Linked DNA regions of Mus musculus: regions 2, 3 and 4 are each linked to region 1. A link is a contact called in public Hi-C, HiChIP or PLAC-seq and promoter capture Hi-C data. All regions are on one chromosome and are shown on one strand. The core of a region is the stretch at or near the end of the contact, and the rest is flanking DNA. Distances in the headings are between cores, read along the strand shown. Region 1 holds the start of Spats2l (spermatogenesis associated, serine-rich 2-like). Region 2 holds the start of 4930558J18Rik (RIKEN cDNA 4930558J18 gene). Region 3 has its middle 55 kb from the start of Gm22371. Region 4 has its middle 87 kb from the start of Gm22371.

Evidence for each region. A called contact is a pair of places that touch in the nucleus more often than the background predicts. HiChIP or PLAC-seq counts read pairs in DNA pulled down with a chosen protein or histone mark. Capture Hi-C pulls out chosen DNA fragments and counts their contacts.
Region 2: a promoter capture Hi-C map of adipose tissue shows a contact between it and region 1. The contact joins the promoter of 4930558J18Rik here to the promoter of Spats2l in region 1. A contact is called at or near these places in 1 of 484 Hi-C or Micro-C datasets (embryonic stem cells) and 3 of 9 other capture datasets (adipose tissue, liver and pancreatic islet).
Region 3: a contact with region 1 is called in an H3K4me3 HiChIP or PLAC-seq map of embryonic limb bud, with 6 times the contacts expected there. The contact joins the enhancer-like site here to the promoter of Spats2l in region 1. A contact is called at or near these places in 11 of 39 promoter capture datasets (the 3T3-L1 cell line, 3T3-L1-derived adipocytes, cranial neural crest and 5 more), 1 of 15 datasets of contacts at CTCF or cohesin (large pre-B cells), 17 of 115 datasets of contacts at active chromatin or transcription factors (SST interneurons, craniofacial prominence, embryonic forebrain and 8 more) and 2 of 9 other capture datasets (embryonic stem cells and liver).
Region 4: a contact with region 1 is called in a Hi-C map of myocytes, with 3 times the contacts expected there. The contact joins the enhancer-like site here to the promoter of Spats2l in region 1. A contact is called at or near these places in 9 of 39 promoter capture datasets (the 3T3-L1 cell line, 3T3-L1-derived adipocytes, cranial neural crest and 5 more), 5 of 484 Hi-C or Micro-C datasets (cerebral cortex, embryonic fibroblasts, myocytes and 1 more) and 12 of 115 datasets of contacts at active chromatin or transcription factors (craniofacial prominence, embryonic forebrain, embryonic limb bud and 6 more).

Annotation. Positions count from the first base shown.
Region 1 is chr1:57,772,104-57,778,947 of GRCm38.p6, forward strand. It overlaps Spats2l (spermatogenesis associated, serine-rich 2-like), which reads left to right and starts at 2,758. Exons shown (of 14, transcript NM_144882.4): 1 at 2,758-2,921.
Region 2 is chr1:57,374,904-57,381,747 of GRCm38.p6, forward strand. It overlaps 4930558J18Rik (RIKEN cDNA 4930558J18 gene), which reads right to left and starts at 2,641. Exons shown (of 4, transcript NR_037999.1): 1 at 2,502-2,641; 2 at 345-616. It overlaps 1700066M21Rik (RIKEN cDNA 1700066M21 gene), which reads left to right and starts at 2,717. Exons shown (of 2, transcript NM_028546.1): 1 at 2,717-3,043. The coding sequence starts at 2,768.
Region 3 is chr1:57,473,532-57,480,375 of GRCm38.p6, forward strand. No RefSeq gene overlaps it. Among named protein-coding and RNA genes, the nearest start is that of Gm22371, 55 kb to the left of the region's middle. Within about 2 kb of position 4,385, at least 24 of the 459 cell types and tissues checked have an H3K27ac peak or open chromatin away from gene starts, as enhancers often do. A contact at or near this core is called in craniofacial prominence, embryonic limb bud and second pharyngeal arch cranial neural crest, where this site is marked.
Region 4 is chr1:57,506,358-57,513,201 of GRCm38.p6, forward strand. No RefSeq gene overlaps it. Among named protein-coding and RNA genes, the nearest start is that of Gm22371, 87 kb to the left of the region's middle. Within about 2 kb of position 4,199, at least 18 of the 459 cell types and tissues checked have an H3K27ac peak or open chromatin away from gene starts, as enhancers often do. A contact at or near this core is called in myocytes, where this site is marked.

The sequences.
Region 1 (6,844 bases), core at 1,508-4,007:
CTTCACTCCCTGTCTATACCACTCACGCAGATATTGACATTCAAAGGGACAGTGTGCAACTGATGAAAGCCTTAAGCCAGCTTTCCTGAAGGTGTTCCTTGCTCTGAATGACCCACACCTACAGATTCGGAAATCTAGCACAATGGGGATTGAAAAGCTAGGAATGTGGCATTTGACGGAAATCAATACTGTTCAGTCAGCTTTACTGACCCCCATGCTTACAGGAAGCACACGGGGTTGAGAGTGGAGGAGACAACATGGCAGAAAGCGGTAGCTGCAGGTTTAAAATATCACTTTGAGATTTTAAACATGAGGAAATACAAACCAACACACTTTGCCCTTATATATTTAGACATTTGCTGCTGTGCCATTTGTTTGCTACAAAAGGGATCTCTAGTTTTTAAATCTAGTTAATCAAACAGTAAAATGAGTATAATCTTGCAAAATAATTCTGAAGAGAATCATACTGGCATAAACTCTTGGTTATCATTTCATACAATGTACTTTTTTCAAACAATTCTCCAACATCTACTTAAAAACACAAATTGGTTTTTGTTTTTGTTTTGTTTTGTTGTTGCTGTTTTTTCACATTCCATTTCTTTGGGTTTTTACCTTTCCGGGTAATATTAGTACAGATCTATTTTATATGATTTTAAAGATTGTTTACTCTTGACTCATCAAAACGCTGTCTTGTTAGTTATTTGATGTGCAAGACGCTTTTACTGATATTTCAGCAAGTGCTTTAAACCTTAAGGTTTTACTTTTTTTCAAACCAAATTACTTTGAGCAATCAAAGGTCTGAGTTTGATTTGAAACTCTCAATAAGACGTTCAGCAGTCTGATTTCTCTTGCTACGCCGGGTCTAACTCCTGAAAGATAGCATTGTTTCCTTTGGGTTTTCAGACCGTTGCCCTTTCTGGGCAGGGCCACCACGCCCTGGAGATGAGCTGGAGTCAGGTTTGTCCTTCGGTAACTGTTACTCTGTTTTTACATCAGTCCCACGTTTTGACTTCTCTGCTCTTGGCCCACAAAGCAGTTATTATTATAGGTATGACTTACTGGAAAGCCACCCTCAAATATGAAAAGGCCAGGCCTGGCTTCTGAAAACCCTTTCATCCCTCTGGTCTTGAAAGCATTTTTTCTGTCAGACTTCAGTAAGCAAGTTGGATTTGGAGTCCCAGGAAGGTTATGAAGTGGTAGAAGAAAGGAATGAAGCCAGAGTTCAATGTTATTTCCAAAGCCCATCCTGAGGGAAACGATAATTTATTACTTGTTTTTGGAATTCTAGTCATGGGGGAACCTTCGCTCAAAACTTAAACGACTTACTTTGCAAGAAGCCCTGAAATGTGCACCACACTCCAAGTTGAATCATTCCAAGTTACTAATTAATTCTTTCAAATTCAATAAGCAATAGGGTGGCATTTGTCCTTGACTTGTACAGAAGCTGGCTTTTCCGTCTGCACAAAGGTTGGGCCAGACTGGGTTCAAATTCTTCCTCTAGTTACTAGTTGAAAACTTAGACAAGCTATTTAACTTTTTGTCTCCTTTCTTTATTTGCAAATAAGCGAAAAAAAAACATACCTACCCACTGAGTTTATCTGAAGGGTTGGATCAGATACTAAATAAAGCACACTCATTCACCAATCCAGCCTATGGGGTGGGAGAAAACTCCCAGTCAGGTAAGAAAATGAGTTATTTCCTTTCATCTCTTCTTTTAATCAGAGTGACCTTTGTCAACTGGGCTATGATGTATTGTAGATCCGAATGTTACCTGAAAGTGTAATTCGTTTCAAATAACGACTCCCTTAAATGGAATACAATTCCGCTGTTCTGAGCTTGAGAGGCGAAACCGACTGATTTGATATTTGTAGAGGGCTGAGAGCCAGGAAGCCCCCCACCCCACTCACCCAAGGAACAGTTACTGCTCAGAGAAAGGGCGGCTAGGAAGTTACCCTTCAAAAATAAACCTGAGAGCAGCCTGCATTTCCCTCTGCTGCCTCTGGAAGAGGTGTGCGATCTAAAGTGCGTCCATCATGAATAATGCTTGCCTTTCCTCTCCCAACTACTGCACTCCCAGGCAGAAACATCACCAGCCGCTGCCACTGGGTAGCTCAGGGCAGCTCAGTGGGTGATCACGCACGATTAGATGCCCGCGTGAGACCCGGAGTGAAGACGAGGAGCCAAAACACTTCAGCTCAGTCTGATTTCAAAGGTCGGGCTGAGCCCCCAGAGCTCATCCCAGGGCCTGATTTTCCGCGGCTTTTCCGAATAAGCTATCTTTGTTTACATTTGAGCTTGGCTCACTCCCAGAAAGCATTACTACCTTCTGTCCGGAGAAGCATCTCGCCTTTGCAGACGGTGCTGGGGCAGCAAAGTTCGTTTTCCTGGGTAGGGAAGAGCGATTCTCTTGCTCCTCACGCGGGTAGTACCCAGTGTTTGGACAGTAGTGGGCAGTTTAGGGTAGGTGGAGGTTTGGAGGGGAAGGGGAGAAGGTTGGTGCGGGGCAAGCCAATGAAGTGCTGAAGCTGTATGGGGGATTCTTCTAGAAAGTAGGGTGGGAAAGGAGCTAGGGAGGGCGTGTGGAGGGACAGGATCCGTGTCAGAACGTGCGTGTGAGCGGATACAAAACCCAGGGAGGCGTGATCGGCGGCGTGTGTGCAAGCCCGAGCGAGGGGCGCCGGCGGGGTGTGTGCTCCTGGTGAGTGACACGGAGGGGCGGGCGGCCGCCGGGAGGGGGCGGCTGCGCGGGCGGGAGTGTCCCTGCGTGGGGCTGGCGGCGCGGAGTTGAGGCAGTGAAGGAATCCAGCCTGCCCAGCGGCCCAGCGGCCCTACCGCCGCTTTCCCTCAGCTCGCTCTCCGCGCTGCAGGGGCCGCCAGCGCCGCGCCCCGGCCCGGGACAGAGCAGCCGCGCTCGCAACGAGGTAAGCCCGGGTCCCCGGGTCGGGCGGCTCACCAGGGCCTGCGTGGCCAGGGTGGGGGCGATCGACCAGCCGAGCGCCCGAAGGCCGCCTCCCGGGGCACTGGGTGTGGCCCGAGCTTGGCCGACCGGACGCGGAGGTCGCGGTCCTTGCCTTCCCCCGGCGGGTGGTGGGGACAGCGGCGGAACCGATCGCGGACTCGGCCTGCCCTGCTCCACGCGGGCGCCCCCCTGCGCTCCAGCTCCGCGCCGCCGATCTGCCTGCCCGGAGCGGGGCCGCAGGTCCCGAGCGCCCCGCACCCCTCGGCACCGGCGGGATCGGGTCCCAGCGTTCGCGTGCGCGCGTCGAGGGCGCGCAGGGCAGGCGGGAGGGGGCGCCCAGGCCGCCGGACCGAGCGATGTCATTGCAGGGTCTGGGCAGAAAAGCCCCCCGGAGCCCGCGGGCGCCGCGGACTGCAGCCCGGAGCGAGGGTCGTTTCTGAGTCGCGGAGACAACTTGAGTTTTGCGCATCTGGGGAGATAGCAGAGCTTCTGGCGCTCTGCTGGGAGTTCCGTGTTTACTGCGGACACCGGGGTGAAGGATCCAGCCTTCACCTGGACGGGAATGCGACGGAAACCTCCCATCCTTTCCTTCCTCCTTGCGAGTGGAGCCTTCCAGTGCGCAGTAGGGTCGGCATTTGTGAACTTGATGGGTTTTCGGCTCACAGCAGTCCTGGTTTTTAGCAGGTGCCAAGGTTGTGGAGACCTGACACACTCATTAAAGATTCTTTGTAGACAGCATTTTGCTTTGAGTGCAGCACAATCTCTATAGTGTGAGACTAGCGAAAAACCCTTGAACTTCAACCACAGCGCCGTCCTTTCCTTCCATAAAACACATGTAATATTTCACTTGCTTATTTAAAATACTAAAGTATCTGACCCCTTTGCAGCCCCGAAGATTTTAAAGGGGAGAGGGACACGGAAATTTTAGAATTTGTGCAGAGATAGAGTAAGGTCGTGCGGTCTTTATACCGTCATTCAATTTTGTTTTAGAGGAGCATTCATTGCTACTCAGACTCTGTTTCCAGAGAGTAAGCAAATGTGCAGTATGGCAGAGAAAAGAAAGGACAGGAAGTCAGAAATAGAAAAAGACTATTCAAGTAGTAGAAAAAAATATTTTGAAAGAACTCTTTAAAAAGTTGCCTTCTGGATAAAATATTTTATGAGCCTTATGAAATTGTGTTACTTAACCAGAAAGCACTGTTCTGGGAAGATGGGAGACAGTCTTATCAAGGAACTGTAATGCTTTAAAAAATCTGTATATCTGATGTTTGTTGGTTTTTTAACCAGGAACAAAAAAAATCAACTTTGGGAATGATTTTCTATTTGGACAAGGCAAATACTACTTTAGTCTCTAATTAGAGTTTTGAAATAAACTCAAGCTGGGTTAAAAACCTTTTTCTGTAGAGCAACAGAACAGAAATCATGTCAGATTCCGTATGGCTTTAAACACACACACACACACACACACACACACACACACACACACACACACACACACACGACTAGCTCCAAGGGGGAATTTGCATAAAAATACAATTAACTTGAATGCAGAGAATATTTAAGAGATGAAGGGGAAAACACTGAACATCTGGGAAAGGGGTGTATTAATTGGCAATTTTTGTTCTTTAATTTCTGAAATATTAAATGAGTGCCTAGGAATCAATTTAGGTAGTGTGCTAATTTAGTCAGGCAAAATGGCCAGGGCTTCTTTTGTGTCTGTTTTGTTGTGAGGAGCCCCCCACCAAAGTGGTCAATTGCTAGTTTCTCTGCTCGAACTAATTTCAAGTGGCCATTGTGGGAAGAGGTGATCAAAGGAACAAACACTTAGGGCACAGCATGGCAGCCAGTGAAGCGCTGCCACGTAGGTCACCTCTACTTGGAAACGGCAGCTAAGCCTTAGAAATGCCTCATTTTTAGTCTACAATCAGAGGCTAGTACCATTGCTAACAGTGGGTGTTCCTTCATGGCTGGGTGTTTTTTTTTTTTTTTTTTTTTTTTTTTTTTTTTGGAAGGGCAAAGGTGGTCTCCCCTGGAGGATCTTTACAGAACTACAGTCAACATCTTAGGAGATAAGTCAGGATACCAAGTGTCAGATCCGGTTTTGATAAAATGGAAAAAGTAGAAGTTGCTTATGGCAAATTTTAGGCTGCTGCCACCACTCTCACCATATGACAAGAGAGTACATTTTGTATGTATCTAATAGACACTGCTTAGTCACTGTTGCTTCCCTGGTGACCATCTCTGGTACTTTCATTGTTACTTGACTATGATAATCTAATCTATATGTGTATGTGAAACAGTAACTTCTATAAGTAAGACACAGGATGTAAGGGCATATGCCATGTGGACAGACTTATAAATGGTTGTGTGCATTGATCGCTGAATGGTTGAATGTAATTCACCTAATCAGGTCCTTCTACCACTACTCCACCATCAAGTGGAATTGCACAATTAAAATGGAATTTGCATTATACAAAGAGTTAAAGGAAACAGTAAACATTATAGGAGAAAAGCAAACCTTTTATTCCCTTTCCTCTTTTGAAGACAACTCTTATGAAGGTGTTATTTCCTTAACACATCAAAATGGCTAATTTAGGGCCGTGAAGCTTGTTATATAAATAGGCCATATGTTGAATTCCTACCAGGATTTATCCATTCGGTGTATTATAATGGCTAGGACCCCCTAAACACCTTAGTAGAGAGAAATGATCTGTGAAGGTTTACATCCACAGTATGTAGCATTTCCATTATGCCTATTTGATAGCTCCTACTCTTATTTTCTTATAAAAAATTCTTAAACATTATCTACCATTCTATCATAACAGATCTTTAGCTGTGGTACTGATAACTCCCCATTCCTGTTTAGCTCTTGCATAACAGACTTTTCATGTTGGTTGTCTAGTCTCAGACCAAAGACTATGGGCATGATAACAGCATCTCCTCACAGCTTATACTAATCTTGTGCCTTCGATGATGAAAGATCCTTCTGTTTCTTAATACGTTATGGTTTCTCTGGATCACATGGTCCAGGAGTCCCTTCTGGTTCTCCAATAAGAAACTGTATCAGATCTTAACCTTTTCCTGTGACAGCTCCTGCCAGTAGACCGCCCTACCTTTCCTTTTCGTCCCTCACTCCTTAGAGCCTGTGCCCTCAGGCCAGCCTTTGCTGTCTGCTGGCAAATTTTACATCCCTCCTCATCTTCCTCTCTTTACCATTGAGTTCCCCAACCCATGCTTTCTCACCACAATGACCTCCTGCAAACATGCATCTCTTGAGAATGCTTCTCCAAGATATTCTACGGGGACTCTGTCTGCAGCGAGCTTGGGCTTAATTGAGTCAAAGCTATTGCTATTCTCGATGCAAGAAGCTCCCCAAATGAAGACGGCCTCGCTTAAGACTTTTCAGCTTTGTGTGATGAAAGCGTGATGTATATTAGGCGGGAAACTCTGAGTTTCCATTCTCTCCTCGAGGTAATGATAAGGGATACAATACTCTCTTGGAATGCCTAGTAGCCTTGGGCTACAGTTTCTAGTGAGCCCTGACATCAGGAGAGGAAATAACAGTCTATGCTGTGGCCAGTAGGCCCCATGTGGTACAGGATAGCTTTGAATGGGGGCCAACACAAAACTGTAACTAACTTGAAATATTTCTTTGTTAGCATTGCTGCATAATTCTCCAGCATGAACATTGTAGGTGGCAAGATTCTCTTGCAATGTTGAAAGTCCAGGCACCTCTTCTGTGTTGCCAGTGGCTTTAGATGTAAGTACACAACACATTGTGTAAATTAAACACTTATTTATAAACTAGTCCCTGTGTCAGATGGTTTTGTCCTGCAATAAGCCAATATAAGTGTCCTGGGTATGTTTAAAGTAAACTAGACTAAG
Region 2 (6,844 bases), core at 1,391-3,890, 400 kb before region 1:
AACTGAGAAGAAGCCAGATATGGGCTGTAGAGGTTTGCACACTACCAACAATAAAATGCCAACTGAAGATCACAAAGAACTAGAAAAGAGGACATTTTACTCAACTGGGTATAGTAACTTTGTTCTTGTAACACCTCTTATTGAGTTGGAAGTCTGGTTCTGAGAAAGACTAAAAGGCAAGAAAGTAGAGTCCACTTGTACGGATGATTGTAGAAAGATCAGAATCATCAGGGTTGATTTTGTGGGAGAAGATGAAGATGAGAGAAAATATTATGGTAATAACAAGGAAACATATAAGAAGTAGCTACAGAGTCTATGACATAGCATATAAACAACACCCATACCTTTAACGACGAATTGAGAGAGATGCTGCTTTCCCAAGAACATGTCTCCTGTAGGGCAGCAGAAATCTTGGACTGGGGAGTGGGGCGCTCTCCTTACTTCAGCTTGTTTCTTTGCTCTTCGGTTCTTCTTTTGTATTTCTCAAAGGCCTCAATTATCTTAGAGATACTAAGCCTACTTTGAGATATTTAGCATTTGCTGCAATTACTTTTTTTTCTAAACACAAGTACTTCCTGTTCTCTTCAGCATATGATTATTTCACTAATCAGTCAACCTGAAAAAACAAAACCACAAGAATCAAAAGCTACATTAGCAATATACACCCACATTTGGACTTGTAGACTACAGCTTAACAGTCCTAGACCCTGGGAAAACATGATTTGCAAAACAAAAGTGAAGATCAGCTTCCTTGGTGTGATTCTATCCTGACCTCTGCTTCTAAACTAGCTATTTTAATAAAGCAATCAATCTACTTTGTGGTAGGAATTAAATAATTTATTCTTGGTTTGTATCTTACTTTTCTATTGCTGTGATAAAACACCATAACCGAAGCAACTTATAAAAGAAAGTATTTAACTGTGGGCTCATAGTTCCAGAGGGTTAGATAGAGTCCATGACCCTCATGGTGGGGAGCATGGCAGCAGGCAGACATGGTGCTAGTGTAGGACATGGTGCTAATGTAGTAGCCAAGAGCTTAGATCTTGACCTACAAGGATGGAGGAGTAGTGGGCAAACTTAGAATGGTGTGGGCTTTCAAATCCCCAAAACCATCCCCAGAAAAACACTTCCTCCAAGAACTCCATACATCAGAGCCCTTCTCAACCAGTTCTATGAACTGGGAACTAAGTATTCAAATATGGGTCTGTGGGGGCCATTTTCAATCAAAACACCTCAGTTACATTTATTATGTCAGATAGAATCTAACAGTTTTTGTCAAAGTAATTGGTAAAGCATACCTCTATAAAGACACTAAGAAAATGTACAGAGCAATTATACTTTGTTAACAAATACAAGAAATTTAAAATTAGAATAAGGCTTGGGATATGACCTAGTTGGTAAGGTGCCTGCCTCTTTCCCCAAAGCATGGGGGCTGAATTGGATCCCCAGCATCCACAAAACAGAGAACCCAGTAGCTGGGAAGTTAGAAACAGGCAAACCATTGGGGGCTTCTTGGCTAGCCCAGTCTAGCCTAATCCATGAGCTTCAGGTTCAGCAAGATGCTGTCAAACAATAAACTAATCAATAAAAAATTTTAAAAGATGGAGTGTGAGGAATGTACTGTGATACAAAAAAACTGCTCTCACCTTAAAGATGAGCCACATATCAGTTAGCTCAAGTTTTACAGTATCAAAATAGAAAATATTATATAATTTAAGACTTTGAAAATAAGATAACAGACAGAAAATTTCTGCTATAGGCCTCTAATATAAGTCTTAGCTTCTGGGCTGGTGGAAGCTAAGCTAATACATTTCAAAGGTTTCATCTGATACTCACTAGTATGCTGGCTGTTTAGGTACACAGGTTAGCTAGGAAAGGCTATTAATTAAAAGAGCGAAAGACAGCTCAAGATAATTTTTAATCAGGGTTTGAACTTACAACATAATTTCTCCCCAGTCATTTAAGTTCTAATCAGCTAATCACTCCTGCAGAAACTTCAAGTTTCAACTTCTTTCCAGGAATCTCCTTTACACCCAAAGTCACTTCAAGCCCACAGCAGCAAACAGATGCATGTGCGTGTCCGATGTGCACACACAATGTTAAAACAAGATTCACTTTTCCCACCTTTAGCATAAATTTGGCCCAGTCCTATTTCTACACAACTTTAAGTAAGAAGTTGCTATTTCCACGACTTTCCTATACTTTTCAACGTGGTTTCAAAACCCTAAATCGGAAATTCGATAAGCTGTAAACACCCCTACAGTAAATGTGTGAACAAGTAGGCCTTTTCTCTATCTTCCCTAAGGTAAGTGTCCAGCTCTCTCTCTCTACCAACTAGGAATGTGCTAGACTTGGTGTGGAGCCAGAAATTCCCTAACTAGGTAACTTCGGGACATAGGGGATTCTTTTCATTCTGAGCAAGTACAAGACTTTCAGAACCATTCTTCTTTACCTTGGACTAAATTAACAAAGACACATCTTCACCGTGAGGATGAACCTACCAAAGCTTTTATACAGAACCCGAGGAAACTCTGACCCTGAGCAGCTGCTGCTGTGCATGGGCCCAACCTGCGGGCTCTTCCACGTCCGTTCGAACTTCCCGGCCGGGGCTGAGTCCGCCAACCACAAACGTCCTTCCTCCAGCCGCGCCCTCCGCTCCCCCTCCCTCCGGACGCACGCGGCGTGCTGACGTCACGGCGACCGAAGCCGTTGGGCAGCCGAGGCCCCGCCCTCGCTGCCGGGTGAGCGGCCCTGGCGGCTCGAGCCCATGCTGGGGTCGCGGCGTCTGCGGTCCCCCGCGCTGGTGCTGCTGCTGCTGCGGCCGCTGCTCGCTTCCGGAGACTCCGCGTCCCGCCTGCAGACCCGAGCCATGAACCCGGGCGGCGGTGAGCGGGGCTCCCCGGAGGACAGCCACCGTCTGCAGCGCTCCACGGTGCCGGGCTCCGACCCGCAGCGCAGCAACGAACTGCTCCTGCTGACATCCCGGGAAGGAGATTCCCCGGAGCAGCGGCACCACGTCCTCTACTTCCCTGGGGACGTGCAGGTAACGCGGGGCCAGGCCTCCCCGACACGCCCACACGGGTTCTCATACGATGGGGGTGCGGGGCGCGCCCCCGTTCCTGCCAGAGCCCCATCCGGGGAAGGGGCCTTGGAGGGCCACGGTCTCCAGAGAGCGGCTGTCAGTCCAGGTGCCACTGGGTGGAAGGAGAGGCGCGACAGGGAGTGGGACAGCCACGCACAGCTCCAGCCTGCTCTCAGAGGACTGTGTGTGTGCTGGGCACTGGACTGTTTAGAAAACGCTGACTGACCAAATAAAATACATCCGTTGCTAAAGTGACCTTTCCAGTAACCCTAAAACACAGCAGTGGAAGGGATGCAATCGTCAAGAATGCTAATGATACTGAGAGGCCCATTTGAATTCAACTCATCTGTGTGCTTCCTGTTACTGGTTTTTATAGCTGCAGACATACGTCTTTGCTGAAGCTGTCCTGGAAGCTGGGTTTTAATGTAAAACTGCATCGTGCAGTGGATACATTAGCCGCGTGAGAGTATCTGAACAAGTTAAAATGAAAAGGCAGCGTTCTCTGTCTCACTAGTTGTATTGCCAAGTGTTGAGTCACCACAGGTGACTTGCTTGTACCCCGTTGGACAGCGCAGATACAGTTGGCATTTACATTGAAAATCAATTATCCCAGAGCGTTGTTAGCACTAGGGTAGATATTCAAGTTAGAATATAGCTAGATGGTTTCCTCATACTAGAAAACTGTTATTGTTTTGAAATTGGTGCTTTAAAATGATACACCAAAAAATCTATTTTCTCTTGCTGTTTTCTCTCAAATCAGTTGACTTGACTAGTTGACTGCTAATGGAAACTAGCAAAAACCCAAATTTAGGTTCAAGAAAATCTCATTTTGGTGCCTTTATTCCCAGATTGAAAACAAGTGTGTTGCTTCTGCTTCCTGCGACTTGTGACCAACTACTTCATGCCTTCCAGTGGTGGTGGTGGTGGTGGTGGTGGTGATGGTGGCTGAGTACTTTCTGCTGTAAAAGTGTTCCAGACAGAACATCCACCTGGCTTAAGTAGGGCCTAAAGTGTTCTAGATATAGTTTGAGGATCATCTTTCATTTCCCATCATCAGCCTTTGGGACAATGACAGAATGGTAATGTTCAGAGTGTGGGGTTTTATAGAGCATGAGGTCTTCTGGAAAAGAAATGGAAGGCCGTGCATCCCAAAGCTTCAATGCCAAGTCACCCAGGTTTCCCATTCCACTCTGTACTTCTTAGCTATGAAGTCTATGCAGATGTTAAATCTCTCCATTGAAGTGCCTCAGATATAAAAGTCAGAGGGCCTCAATCAAGCTGAAATTTGGGAATAACTCTAGTTAGGTTCCAGCCCCTTCTCACCTTCAAGTAGCCTCATGCTCCACTCTTGGGATTTTTTTACTCTACTCTTTCAGTGATCTCTTTCCATCTCGTGACTTTACATACTGCCTCCATGCTCACGAGCCTGGCATTTATTTAGTCTAGACATTAGCGGGTGTTTATGAACTCACCAATTGCATGCCTTTACTTCCTTTGGATATTTAGTAGCCTTCTAAAACTGAAAATCTATTGAAGCAGCCTTCCTTATCCAGGTTAATGAAAATACCTATTTAACGATTCGACTTAGAAATCCAAAGTCATCTGTAGATCTCTCATATCTCCGGTCTAATCCAGCAGCATGCAGTGTCTCCACCTCTCTGTATGTACAGTGATGGAACTGTGGTTGACAGCCAAGGTCTCATTATTCCACCCTCTTCCAGACCATCCCATGGCTTCCTGACCCTCAGCAGTAAGAGCCGGAGTTCTCTCAAGTGCTAGGAGTCCAGGTGCCATCACAGCTTGCTTTCCTGCAGGGTAACTGTCGAGGTGTGTTTATGTCTCTGGGTCTCCTTACACTGTCTTAGGCAGTTCCCTTTAGCTGGATCCTTCCTTGCAGCTTAGTTGGGCTGTGTAATTTATGCTCTGTAAAGATGTTCCTTCCCATGGTGCATTCTGGAGAGAAGTGTGGCTCTTACCCAGTGTAGCTCTCCTCATTCTTTGCAGTCCATTCTACGTCACATCCTTATTATAAATGTTTCTGAACCCTTGCAAACAGGAAGTTTTCTGAAAAGATTCTTTGGACTCCAGTTCAGTACAGTGTGGGATGGACTCCTAAATTTCTGCATCCGTGAGCATCTAACTGGGATAAGCATTCCTTGGTCTCTGCAAGAGAGTCTCTTGTTGCCTGCCTCACTGGACATGAGTAGAGACATAGCCTCCACTCCTTACCTCCCATAAGCATCGTAAGTGCATTCTATCCCCAGGAAGAAGAAACTCCTTTCAGTAGGGTAGTCATAGTTAATAGTCTGGGGTGAAGAATCAGTTTGACTAGGGAGGCATCTGATCCCCATTTCAGGGAGTGGAAGTATTTATCCATGGTTCTTGGGTCTGATCTTTGATATAACAGTAAGGACCCCAGTTTTCATATTTGAGTTCCTCAGTAGTCGCATTTTCTTTCCTTTAGATCAAATAACCTGGGGCTGATGGAGGGAGTGATATTTAGATTTATAATACCTATGATGTACATCCTAAACTGAGTCATAAAATCTGTTTCGCTTGCATCCATTAAATAATGAAGTAATTGTGTAGCTTCAGGACTTTGGGGCTGTCAATTATAAGCTTATTTGCGTGCTTATCTATTCATTCATTCATTCATAGGTTGTTCACTATGTATAGCCCAGGCTGCTCTTGAATTCTGGATCCTCTTGATTCAGCCTCCTAAGTACTAGAGGCACTTCCACACTTAGCTCCTAAGTACTAGAGGCACTTCCACACTTAGCTTCTAAGTACTAGAGGCACTTCCACACTTAGCTCCTAAGTACTAGAGGCACTTCCACACTTAGCTTCTAAGTACTAGAGGCACTTCCACACTTAGCTTCTAAGTACTAGAGGCACTTCCACACTTAGCTTCTAAGTACTAGAGGCACTTCCACACTTAGCTTCTAAGTACTAGAGGCACTTCCACACTTAGCTTGCAAAAATGAATGAAGTAGAAGGCAGGTTTAAAAGCAGTTCAGTGCTCTTCTCAGCTCCATAATGAGTTCAAAGCTAGCCTAGGCTACATGAGACCTTGCTTCAAAGAAACACATTTTTTAAAAACTAGCAAGATAGCTTAGTGGGTAACAGTGCTTGCTGTCACACTGGCCACCCTGAGTTCAGTTCCCAAGACCCACGTGGTAGAAGGACAGAACAACTCCTGCAGGTTCTCTGTCCTTCACTCATGCTGGCACACACAGGAAATGTTTAAAAACAGTAACAAAAAGGAATAATAGAATTATTCCTTCCCTGATAAAATATTATGACAGTTTTTGTATGATAAACCTGGATGTGCAGAAAGTAATGGCAAAATCCATAAAAAGTCAACATAATATCTTCCTGGGATATATTGAAAACACACATAGCAAGTTGCTAATAGGCATATATGACAAACTACTAATGAAACAGAACTGTTAAGGAATTGAACATTATAGTGAGAAAATTATAAGAGGACACAAACATAGTTAACAGAAGTAAAAAATGAACATTGCCAGCAGACAGAAAAATGTTTAACCTAATATCAAATAGGCAAATAAAATCAAGAGCATTGCATAATCTTAACCTACCTGGATTTATTTTTAAATTAACCATTATCATTAGCTAAACAGTGGCGTGGAAAACAGTGCATCATGTACATTTCTAGTGTCGGCTCTACTGTTACTGTCAGTACTGCATCTTACTGATGTCTAAACACTTATGCAAATTTGTATTGATACAGAGTCATGC
Region 3 (6,844 bases), core at 3,135-5,634, 300 kb before region 1:
CTTCAGCTTCCCCTCAGGCAAACACACTGGACTCTCTCTCTCTCTCTCTCTCTCTCTCTCTCTCACTGTGTGTGTGTGTGTGTGTGTGTGTGTGTGTGTGTGTGTGTGTGTGTGTAGAGAGAGAGAGAAGGAGAGGGAAGTGGAGAGGGATGGGGAGATGGGGAGGGGAAAAGGAGGGAGAGAGGGAGGGAGAGGGAAGAAGGAGGGCAAAGAGAAGGGGAGGGAGAGGTGGGAGGACTCAGAAAGTGAAAAAAACAGACTATAACATTTCTAGAAAAAAACTACAGAGGCATACCCTTTCTGACCTTGAGAACTGTCTGAGAACATACAAACTGTCCTGGATAGGGGGAAATGACAAACTAATAAACTGGAATATGTTTTCTTGAAGTCTACAAAAGCCATGGTTAAGACAGTAAGACCTGACAATGGAGATACAGCACAATGACAGAGAGCTTGCTTAGCATATACAAGCATGTGTGCCAAGGGAGGAGAGAAAGAGCCAGAACTGGGCTGGTAGAAAATCCTTGGAATACCTACCTACATTCAACCATCATGGATACATGCTGCAGTGCCCAAACCTCTTTTCCCTACATTCATGTTTGTAACATATATCAGATATCAGATATTCATTTCTTTAGTAAGTTTAAATAAATGTCACTGTATCTTTGTTCAGTTGTATAGACACTTTAATTTTATTGTGTGGATAGCCGCATTTTGAATGCATGAAACTGTTTTCCCTGTATGGTTGTCATACGTAAAATGTGTGTTGGCATCCTTGTCTTTAATTATTTTATGTATATGCATGCAAATGGAGTTGCTGGGCTCCAAGGTATGATTAATTTGTGATTAACAGTGGTGGTTTGAATGAGAGTGGCCCGCATAGGCTCACAGATTGGAATACTTGGTTCCTAGTCAGGCGAACTGTTCCGGAAGGATTAGGAGAGGTGGCCTTGTAGAAGGAGGAGTGTCACTAGGGGTGGGTTTTGGCATCCAAAAGCCCATGCCAGATCCCCTTCTCTCTCTGCTTGCTGCCTATAGGTCAGAATGCAAAGCTCTCACTACTTTTCTAATACTATGTTTCCCACCACGCTGATTATGGACTAACTCTCCAAAATGTAAACAAGCTCCAGGTTGGTTAAATGATTTTTTTTTAAAAAAAAAGTATGACTTGCCTTGGTCATGGTGTCTCTGCACAGCAATAGATAAGTGATAAGAGAGAACTGCCCTGTTTTTCAAAGGCAATAGTCTATATTCCCAGCATGGCCAAAGGTCTCAGGCTCTTCATGACCTCCCTAATACTTGTCATTCTCTATTTTTGATTTTGTTTTTATAAATAGTAGCCCTCCCAGCCACCCTAACAATGTATGGAAGGGTGTCTCTGGGATTTTGATCTGTGGTTCCCTAATGATTAGTGATGCTGAGCCTTTTTCTCCTCTTCTAGAACTCCAATTAGCTGAATGTTGGATCTCCTGCATCTGTCTTTCCTGTCTTAATTTTGTACTTATTTTCAGCTCATTATTTTTTACTTTACCCTAGGATAATTCTTTGGCCACATATTTTAATTTACTACTTCTATCTTATGTTATGTAAATTTTGTTCTTTATGCCATCTGTTATTTAATTTTAGTGATGACTTTTTTTTCAGTTTGCAGGGATTGTAGTAGATTGTCCCCCACAGCCATCTGTTCCTTTTGTGATGTAAAAGTTCCTGACTTTTGGCTATTAACTCCATTTCTTCAAGAATTAGTTCTTCTGCTCATTGACTTTATTTTCTTAAAATGATTGGCTCTTGGTGGCTGTATATTCATACTCTTTAAAGATCTGTATTGAACTGGATGGTTGTTGAGTTCATTCCCTTAGCCGAGCAAAACATCCCCTGCTTTTCTGGTTACAGTAGGATTTGAACCTTTTTTGGTCAATTGATGAAGCAGGCTAGATGTACCACATTCATTTCCCAAGTTGCTTGTTTTTCCATTGAGATCATAAAGTGATCATATATTATTTGGGCTTCCCTGTTTTTCTGATGCCAATGAACATCCTATAGATGCTCCAAATTCATCAATACTCAAATTTCCATTTATTTGGCAAATGGCAGACTGATCTCTTGGGCAGACAGCAATTCTGAGAGCAAGACTGGAACAGCTGCTATCACACAGCCTATCCTGTCTAGTCACTTCTGTCCATGGCTGCTGCCCTTGAGTCTGCTGCTCAGAAACTTGCTTCTTTTTTGATTTCCCTTCCTTGCTCTCTCCCTTGTTTCCATTCTATTAGCCCTCCTTCCCTCCCTCCCTTCCTCCCTTCCTCCCTTCCTCCCTTCCTTCCTTTTTATTAAAAAATGTTTTAAAATTTAAATTTATGTTTATTTCTGTCTGTCTGTGTATGTGTGTCTATGTGTCTGTGTATATATGTATCTGTGTGTATGTGTATCTCTGTGTGTGTCTGTGTGTATGTGTGCCTCTGTATGTGTGCCTCTGTGTGTGTCTGTGTGTGTTTGTCTGTATCTGTGTGTCTGTGTGTGTCTATGTGTGCCTGTGTGTGTCTGTGTGTTATGTGTGTGTCTGTGTGTCTCTGTGTGTATCTATGTCTGTATGTGTGTGCCTATGTGTGTGTGTCTGTATGTGTCTTTGTGTGCCTATGTGTTTGTGTGTATTTGTGTGTGCTTGTGTGTGTGTGTTTGTGTGTGCCTGTGTGTGTCTGTATGTGTGTGCCTGTGTGTGTGTCTGTATGTGTCTTTGTGTGCCTGTGTGTGTTTGTGTGTATTTGTGTGTGCCTATGTGTGTTTGTGTGTATTTGTGTGTGTCTGTGTGTGTGTGTGTGTTTGCACCTGTGTGTGTCTGGGTGTGTGTGCTACGCTCTCCGGTAGAGTCAGCTGGACAAGCTGAAAGGCTTAAAAGTCACTCACGAGGCAAAAGAGTTTCAAGGAAGCTCTCCTCCTGGAGTCTAGCATTCCCTACCCATACATTAATTTTCCATTCCCGCATTAGTCTAGTGTATGGATCCACGTGCTCTCTTTCAGTATTTTCCTATTATAAGTGCTTTTTAAAATTGAATTCTGACATGGCTAAAGCCTTCTGCCAGTGTTCCAACAGTCCTAGAAATGTCCTTGAGCAAGATCATGGGCTTGGAATTCAGTAAGATTGTAAAAGGTAAGTCACTCCCTTACACAGGAATTTACCATCACTAAGGAAGAAGGAAGTTTCAGACCAAGGGAGAAACCAGAATAGATACTTAGAACTGTAGCAGAGTTACACCCATACACACGTATTTACAATGGCCTAAGGGGAAGGTGGACTATACAAGAGACTAAAATAGGAACTAAGGCAAGGGCGCGAAGCCCTTGACTCTGGCTTCTAAGATTAGTGAATCTTAGGTGGAGCCCTTGTTGATCCCAGCTGTTATCAATGAATTCTATCCCAGGTGGTTCCCGTTAGACCTCTTGTGTTTGCATTCCTCTGTTTTATGTAAGATTCCGGTTACCTCAATTGTACCTTGTGAATATGTCACCCAACTTCCTTATTGTCCTCTGCATAAAAGTCTGATGCTCGATTTGAAAATTACACTCAGATTCCACACGATCTCTCCTGTGTGTGTCTGTTTGTCACTCATTCATCCACGCTTTGCCCACCCGTGACTAGAGACCCGTTCCACACAGACACAGGGACCCAGAGGGTCTGTGGCATGTGTGTGTGTGTGTCGGTGTCTGTGTGTGCTGGGGGATAAAGTTACAGACCAATGTGTGTCACTAAACATGGGTGCTAGGAACTCAATTTGGGTTTTCTGCAAGATAAGGAGGCTCCAATCCATCTTTCCAGCACCCTCTGTAATTTTTAGAGAAACATCAAGAAGGAGAGAAAAGCCAGAGAGAGAGTGCACAGTCCTCTCTTGCTCTGTTTCAGCCATGTAAGCTTATGTGGCTGGACAATTTGGTGGGCAAGGTTTGGAGTGACGGCACTTGTTTGGGTTTCTATACTGCAATGGATTTTTTTCTCTTATTTAGAAATTGCACATGACATTTTGGGAGACTTATAAAATAGAAACATTTTCATTTGGTTCGCGACTCCTAATCTGAACATTTCGATTTACATGCTACACTTATATTACAGTCACCTCCATGATTTAAATCTCGGTCTTTCCTGCAAGTCTTTCTTACCATCTGAGCCCATAATCTATACTTCCACACAAGCCTTCCAGACTGGTTATAACAGAAGGAAAAATGTTGTTGAAATGCAAGCTAGTCATAGCAGTTCCTGCCCTTTGTAAGTCTCCAGTGATGAGTGGCAAGATTGATATTTCTGGAAAAGTATTTATATTGGTTCAGTGCTGGAGATCGATATGAGAGTAGATGGCCCAGAGTCTAACAGCTGGAGAGCATTTGCATGCATCCAGCAGAGCCAGGAGCCACACTGAGGAGAGCTGAATTGCTTTGCATGATCACATGGTACAAATTACTGGTTAGCAATGAAAGCAGAAAAGTAAAACAAGACATGGTAGAATGCTAGGACCTGAATGGCCAGAATTGCTATAAGAATTTAAAAATAAACACACACACACACTTTTTAAAACTCTTATCTTTTCCTTGCTGTGAAAGTTCTCCCCAAAGTCTGAGTGCAGTTTTCCGTGTTCATCTTGTCAGCTAGTATGAAACAGAGTAAAGTCAACAATTATGAGGAAGAAAGAAAAAATGAAAATGAAACTCCAGGGGTGGCAGAATCTATGGTTCAAAAGTGATATTGAAGTAGAAATCTCTGGAATCTTTCAGGGAACTTTAGAAGGGAAAGGAATGTGAAGTTTCCCATAACATCTGGATTGCACATTTGTTCTTTGAACTGTGGGTCGTCTCAGGTGTGGCAAGTATTATTTAATGTGACCATGCTTCTTTTTACTGTCCACAAATCTAGCACAGCAGTGTCCAGATCATATACCTTCAATAAATGGTCTTCAAATCGCTTAACATATTTAGTTGTCATGGATCTGTTTACACCCCCATTTTCTTTATGAAAAGACCCATCCTTTGAAGAAGTGTGGTTGGGATGGAATCTAAGGCTGTTCAGCGCCTCACTTGTGTGACTATTAAATCCACCAAGAGCCAGGAGTCAGGGCATTGAAAGTACTTCATTTTAACAACCCGGGGAAACATATGTACAAACAAGGAGTACAAATACTCATGGCAGAAAACACAATCAAATGAGTGGGATAAAACACGACAATCTTGTGCTTAATAATCAATCGCTCTAGATATTGTAAGGTCATTTTATACAATACTTTCCAAAGGAGAAATATATATATATATATATACATATATATATCATATATTTTGAGAGAGAGTTTTATCCAAAAAGATACCTCTGGTGGGAAAGTGGAGCGAAAGGCTGAGCATATGGCTTAGAACATGGAATCTATAATTAAGCATGCTGGCTTATATCCTGGATCCATCACTTAAAAGCTGTGAAATCTCAAGCAAGTTATTTCCCCTGTCTCAGCCTCCCTGCCTTATCTACAAAACAGAGAGTAACACCTACCTTACAGGACTATCATGAAGTGCCAATGACAGAACCCCCTGGAGTGCTTAGCCTGGAGTGGGCACTCAGTACATGTCAGTTGTTATTGCTGTAATTGTTCCTATTACTTACTGTGTACCAGGTCATTATGGAGAGGCCAGCCAGTGTCCTGGAAAGTTAGCAGGACAAAGTGGCAGATCTGGGTCGTGTGGATCTCTGTCTGCCCCAGGCTCAACTCAGGGCTCTCATAATGGATCCAGAGCACTTCCTGTCTTCTCTGGAGTAGTGGAAGGTTCATGTTTCACTCTTGAGGAATTGAATTCTAAGATGAAATGTTTAACCTGTTTAGCATATTGTTAAATTGGCCTGGCTCCCTATCTTCCAAAATGCACATTTTTGGGATTGATGGATTTAGATTTTTTTTTTTCACCCTGTTTAAGTCATTAAGTCTTTTCATCTCCTCTTCCACGGCTAAACATTGGCAAAATAAAAGCAGTGAGTGTCTCATTTGAATAAAATGAAACAGTCGGGGAGTCATTCTTGTTTTTTTGTTTTTTGTTTTGGGTTTTTTTCCCTGTTTTTGTTCAGGTTGCAGCCAGCTGGATATCGGGGTGCCAAATATGAAATCCGCCCTTTGCAAATGACTAGACATGTGGTGTGGCCTTACACTCAACCAGGTGTTAATGGAGTCTGTTAAGGAGGGGAGTGAAGAGAGGTGTCTGGGGAAGCTGTTATGCAGCTTATGGCCAGGGAGGATTTCTGGCAGCTAGTTAGTGCTGGTCCGGGCTTTTCAGACTTCCTGCTCAGCCACAGTTGGTGTTTGTGGCCACTGCACGGCTCTTAATTAGGAGAATAGACATCTGGATCATTTTCCAAAGTCATGGGAGTCTAGATGTGTTCAGAATTTAGCTATTTTAAATAAAAATATCAAAGCCAATACAATCTCAATTGCCAAACATCTGCGTAAACCTCAGAGCAGACAATAAGGTTTCCAGGTACAGAGAAGCCGGCACTAAAGGGGATCCCTTCAAGACTAAGCAAGGCCTTAACCGACAGAGAAGTCCAACTCCCAAGCTTACATTAGAATAGCTGGTCAGTGCTAATAATTTCTGTCTCTTTGTCTGTAATGTGAGGATAATGATTCAAGCCAGACTCCAGGCTCTCTGTGAGAACGGGATCAGATACATAAGTTCATCCTATTGTACTTGGATTTTTAGAGGCTGAAAAAAATCTAGGCATTTATCCCAGAGAAACAAAATATTACATTCATAAAATGGTATCTGCACAAATGTTCATAGTGACTTGATTTGTAACACTCAAATGCTAGAGAGAACCCAGCTCTTCTTC
Region 4 (6,844 bases), core at 2,949-5,448, 260 kb before region 1:
AGAGGTCTTAGGATCCCGTGGGGGATCCTGTGTGGGTCCTTGCGGGTGTCCAGAGACTCCCGGGCCAGGAACCCCGGTGCTGCAGTGGACCGGAAGCCTAAGAGAAGTTTTTTGCTGAGTTTCTCTCTATGGGATCACCACAAGTGGAGCTCAACAATATGATGTAAGACAAACCAGTACATGCATGTGGTTAGCAAATAATCCTTCATCACTCGTCCTTTCGAGTGCTTGCTTTAGCAAAACATCCCTTCACCTGGGTCTGCCCCAGCAACATACCATCCAACACAACTGACTTTCCAAAGAAAATGTAAGTTTCCACTTCTGAGTTCAGCTGTTTCAGGGCTGTTCTTCTGTCTTAATGAAGCCTGTAACATGGTTTGGGCCCATAAATCTGTACTTGTTTATATTATTATAGTTAGAATGCAGTTGCATTCATCATACAAGACAGATTGCATGGAAGCTTAATGTGGGAAAATAACTCTCGATTCTATGTTTGTTGGTGGATTTGTTTCTAAGCAAGAAAGCATAATGCTCAACGCTAAGGGCCAGCAAGGCGGCTCAGTAGATAAAGGTGCTGGTTGGCAACTCTGATGACTTGAGTTCCATCCTCAGACCCCACATGGGGGAGAATAGACTGAGATCCTCGCAGTTACCCCCTGACTGCGGTACACACCATGCATGTGTGCCCCACCCACACAGTAAATACATGCAAAGATCCTCTTCACAGCCCATGTGACATAGTTGTGGCCTGAAGTAAGGCCACACAATTTTTCTAAGTGTCCTGGCTGAATCAGGAAAAGCTGTTGTTACTTAACCTTTAAAATACAGGCAATTATAGCTTAGTAGACTTTCCCCAAAGAAAAAAAGTCTTGGATTTTACCTCAGAATTATTATTAATAGATTTATATGTTAGACTTGAATCACAGTAAAGACTAATAGGACCAATAGAAATATATTTTCTTCATTTCCTTTTAATGTTCTTTTCTGTAAAATGGGGTTAATAATAATAACAGCTACCTCAGAGGGTGTCTATGAGAATTACATGATTTAATACAAATAAGGTATGTAGAACAGTTCCTAGCAGGTGGTAACCACTCCATATAGGTTCTATATTATAGTGTCTTTAATAATTATAGACAAAATAAGCAACATTGTACAGTAACAGATAAAGATACAGATTACTGGACAAATTATGTGTTATGAAGCTACTCAATAATCTATGAAAAGAACAGGTTTTGATTTTTTTCTTAATATAGTAAAATTTTTTTTTTACTCAAAAAGATGTGGTCCATGGCTCAGGAGCCACTTCATGCCCTGAGAACACATTAGAAACAGATGATAAAACCTGAGTTCAAATGTGAGTCCCAGTGAGGACCTGCATTTTACCAAGATGCCTTGGTCACTCTCCAAAATCTCACTAGGTTGCAAAAGGGCTTTGTCTCTGGGCTATAGTATACATGGTATGTTAATATGTTTTATTTTATTTTATATCTCTTATAAAATTTTACTTTGGTGATATGCATGTCTCCTATCTATCCTCTTGGCATTTTGTATGAAAGGCAGCATAGACACAGAACAACTTCAGATACTTCGTGACCAGAAGAAAGGGCCACAACATCGCTCTCCACTGACCAAGCTGCAGCTCTGCTTCCACCCCCACAGCATATGGCCTTCTTTTGCCTCATTTCTCTGTCTTATAATAAGGGAGATGTGTTTCTGCAGCTCAAAGGTTAGCTTTCTTCTCTCATGTGAGGCTCACTCTTTCTAAGGCACCTGAAGAAGATGCAACTCTGTCCCCTATCTGCCTCACCTGCTTCCATATCACTCCATCCAGAGCATGTCATGTGCTTGCATATCACCCCATCCCATCCCAAAGCGTGGTCATCTTACACCATTCTCAGTTCCTTCTCAGGTTGAAATAGAGTATGCAACAGTCACCAGAGCATACCTGGATTTCCTCTTTATGACAGCTTCAATGGAAGGAGGGAACGAAAGACGTTACAAACATGCTAGCTCCTGATCCAAGAAAGTTACTGTGTTTAATAAAATCAATTGGAGTGAAGTATCCATATACTACACAGATATTACACACAAGCACACAAGCAATATACCACTTCATACATACCGTGTATGTGCAGCATAATACCACATTCAAGTCAGATACCATAGCAACAGGTATATATCATCACACACATATTCTTTATAGATACACACACATATTGTGCATATACATTTACCACAGCATAGCACAACACACAGGTTATAAATGTATTGCTTTATACACAGGTGCACAGGACTGCCCTTACAAACAGCACTTACTCTTAAATAAAGTATACCATAAATTGGTGTTTTTCAAACCAAGACCTATGAGCAAATATTTTTCCTTCATAGAGAGCAATTTTTCCTTTAAATAAAATATAAGAGAAGAGAGGAAAAGAAAAGACAAGATAGAGGGTTTAGATTTAGAATCCCTGTTCTAACTCCATAGGATGTAGAACCCTCTGCCCAATTCCCTTGTTATTCTTCAAACCTGCCAGTCTCACAGCAGCATGATTTCATATGGCTGTGTTACAGCACTACCCTACCCCACAGTCCAAATGAGCATCCATGCCCTAATGGTTGTCCCAGGGCCACTCAGAAGCCCTGTAAAAGGTTGCTTATTCTCCCTGATTCCGTTGTCTGGCCTGATCGTAAAGCAGAGTCATGTTCTGCCTGCTGCCTGACAGTCCGTAGAGAAGCTCCACCTGGAAGCTACTCAGCCACCTTGGCTCTCCTCCTTGTAGATCAAGGTGTTGTGTTGGCTCATCCTGGATCTGCACTTGGGGTGAAACGAGCTGTAGATGGGTCCTTGTTGAATTATAGTGCAATGGAGAGAAGCCCTTTTCATATGTAGTATCTTCTTTGGGATCCTTGAACACATTTCTCCATGTCCTAAAAGCAAATAATCTACACAGTAGGGTGTGATGGAAACACAGGCCTGGTACCCTGGAGACCAGGCAGGGTACCTCCATTTTCAGCCTTAAGCCCTTCAACTTTAAAAAGAGCTAAAATCCCCATGATGCTGACACTCAGTTCTTAAATATATAGTGCATAGTGCAATTTATGCTTTTTTTCATACTATTTCTTTTTGAAAATTAAAAACCTCCCTTGTATCATCAAGGATTTAAGGAGCTTTACAAGGATACATGGGGGGAAAAAAAGTAGCAAGCCAGCATAAATTAGAACTATGTGAGGAGCCAAAGGAGAAAACAAAGACAGGGACCTCAGTGGAGCCAGGGGCCCTGGAACACCCAGGGTGCTCTCTGAGCTTTGCCCTCTCTCCTCAGGAAAAAAAAAATGCTACAGATAGTTTTGCATCCACATTGTTTATCGTGCAATCTCTAGCAGTGCCACCAGCAATCATAGAGATACCTTCATGTTCCTGAGGACCACTGACTTGCCCAAATTTTAATCAAGGATGCTGTATAAGTCAAGGACAACCTAATTTACTGTGTGCTTTGTTATTTAAAGATGGATAGATTTAATCATCCCATACATATTCTTTGTAAATTAAGGGCAAGCACGCTACATGTAAAATATTAAAAAATTCAATAAATCAAAATAAGTAGGAATCCACCCATCCTGGTTCTATAATGCAGTCAGTTAAGCAAGGAAAGCATTCAGGGGTGTGAGACTGGGATCTGGAGCACGCTGTCAGGAAGGAAAACACCACCCAGTCACGACCTTGAGTAGTGTAGACTCAAGCTTCCGGGTCCACCCTGAGTGAGGAGTCCGGCCTGATCTTGAACAAGGCTATTCTTTTTAAAGTCTTACGTTCAAAAAAAAAGTCAACATTTGAAGCCAGTTTCACATCTGTGGTCCAGTGGAGAGCAGAGGTTGTGAATGAAAAGTGTTCTATTTGCAAAGAAGTGAAAGCACCCATATCCATCAAGGATCCAGACAAGATCCAGTCTAGCTTCATTGTTTGCTAGGCGTCTCATCCAAGACCCACCCCCAAATACATGTTCTCTCTCTCTCTCTCTCTCTCTCTCTCTCTCTCTCTCTCTCTCTCTCTCTCCCTCTCCCTCTCCCCCTCCCTCCCCCTCTCCCTCCCCCTCCCCCTCCCCCCCCTCTCTCTCTCTCTCACACCCACACACCTTCACGTAGATTCACCCACATGTTCATACCCTGCCCCAGCCCACACATGCGCATCATAGGACACTGCAGAAGCGATCACTCTCTGTAGCCCTCAGTGTAAGCTGGAACTCCCTACAGTGGTCTCTCCTTTCCATCCCTGCTGCCCCGTCTTTCCACAACAAACCCTACTTGTCCCTACAAGTCAACCTAAATGTCACTTCCTCCTGAAATCATTCGTGCAGGATATGGACTGGCAATGTCCCTTAAACGGCAGCTTTCATAACTTTGCTCAAAGCAGTACACAGAAGAGATGTGTTACCATAACATTCGACTAACACAATTTGGAGAGACTACTGTGTCAGAGGAGAGCTGCCAGGGGCGCCACCACACCTCAGCTGCCTGCCACTGAGTTTCACACAGTGTGAGAGCCCAGCACAGAGAAATCAGCAGAGATTAGGGAACACTGACGGATGGTAACAGATGGGGTATTTATTTATTTCAAATCCTTTTTTTTTTTTTTCTGGGAAAGCCACATGAGATATATATCTTATTTCCAGAGAAGATTCAGAGGGAAACAGCTGTCATGTGGTTTCATTCCAAAACTCTTTAGTACAGAACAAACAATATGAGGGAGACTAGACAGCCTGAAGAGCAGACCTCCAACAATACAGACCCACCTCAATGGCAGTTCCCTGTCTCCTGTAACTTCCCAACCTAAAGCGAAATTCCCTCCAATAAACCAGCGCAATGACCTTTGAGTGTTAAATAAGGCTTCACACTCTGCAACTGTGATCAAAATATTCCCATGCTGGGTTCCCTCCCTCCCCCTTCCAAATGGAACCAAAGTGCTTTCAGAAAATTTATGGAATCCTTGAAAACCTAATGGTCCCTCAGTAGCCTTGGGTAAGCTACTGAAAATTTTAATTTCTGCTAACCTGCCTGCAGCTGAAAACAGCAAAGGAGATGCTTTCCTGTGGGCTCCCATTTGGGTTTCCGTGTTTCGTCAGAGTGTTCCACACTCTTGCAAAGCAGGCATGGTAGACAAGATTTGCACGGACCTACACATCTGTGGCACTGACTTGGTCATTCCTTGTATTTTCCTGGAGTAGGAGACCTCCCAGGTGCCTCCTGCTTTCTGCTTTTTTTTTTTCTTTTTTTTTTTTTTTTTCCTTTGGTTTTTCCAAGACAGGATTTCTCTGTATAGCCCTGGCTGTCCTGAAACTCACTTTGTAGACCAGGCTGGCCTTGAACTCAGAAATCTGCCTGCCTCTGCCTCCCGAGTGCTGGGATTAAAGGCATGTGCCACCACGCCTGACTTGGTTATTCCTAAGCCATAGGTGGTTTGCTCTTTAAAACGTCATTCAGCAGATTTTTTTGAACCAGGATGAAAAAGTGGATCTGTTTCTGAGTTTCATAATTGGAAACAGAAGAATAGCTACTAAGGCTTACATATAATTCTTTTTAAATGCTGTGTCTATGCATCTAAACATTTGCTTGGTTGTTTTGTTTTGTTTTGTTTTACCTTCCTACCCAGAATCTGTTCCCTACCCTACCATTTTCTTTTAGACAATGACACCCAATGTCCTTTTAATGAACCATTTCTCTTACTTTTGTGGGGCCACCCTTAGGGATGTGCTGCCCTCCTCTGGCCCGCTCATGAGCTGGCTAGACCAATGTTGAGGATGGTTGGCATTGACCCATCCCAGAGCTGGGACCCTGATGAGGCAAGCTCCTGTTAGGAGCCAGATAGATCTTGTTCTCTCACATCCCTTGATTGCTGCTCCTTCCGTTCATGAGGTTCTACTGCTTTTGCAATACACTGTTTATCTTGGTTGGTAAACAGGAATGGGTAGCGGGGATTTAAAAATCAAGGAATTCATACTATAAAAGTATTGGAAACAAGATGTGATATTTAAGGAAAAGGAAAGGATACTTAGGAGAGAATGCAGTGACTTATGAGAGAACACAGTATGGCCCAACAGGATTGTTGGGCCAAACCATGCAAAGACTGGTCCCGGGCAAGGACCACGCTGCTGCCATCAGCCTTTATCAGTGCTGCTCTGGGCTCTACACTCTGGGAGTTACTGAGACAATTGGTATCTTTGAATGATGAACATGATTTTCTCCCTGCCAACAGAGCAGAACATCCCACACAATTCAAATATTCAACACATGCATGAGTTAAGGTCTCATGTTGCACACCAGCTCCTCAGGGGAGCCCCAGCGAGAGCTGCCATTTCAGCTGCAATAGTGGATGGCTGAGTTCAGCAGAGCAGATTTCAGCACATTTAGGAGATACTCAACTCTCTGGCAGACGACGCCTATAATTTTCAAAAACAGAAATGATTGCATGGGGTCAGAAATGAGTCAGAAGTGAGGACTGTGAAAAAGATTGCATATAATAGAGGATAGAATGCCAAATTAACAAATAAACCTGCATAGAATATAAAACAAAATGATGGATTGCCATTCTTCTTTACATAAGATGAACTATTAATTTCTCTTCACATTAGAGCTCTGAGCCAGAGGCCCTGCCAGAGCAGGATCTGCCTTCCTGACCCACAGGAACTATGAGATGATAAGTGTTTACTATAAGCATGCCACAGTTAGAGTAATTCATTATGTAGCCATTGATAACTATTAAACACTCCAGTAAGAAGGCAGAGATTTTCCTATTGGATTAAAAAGCAAGATTCAAATATTTGCCACCTGTGACAGACATATTTTA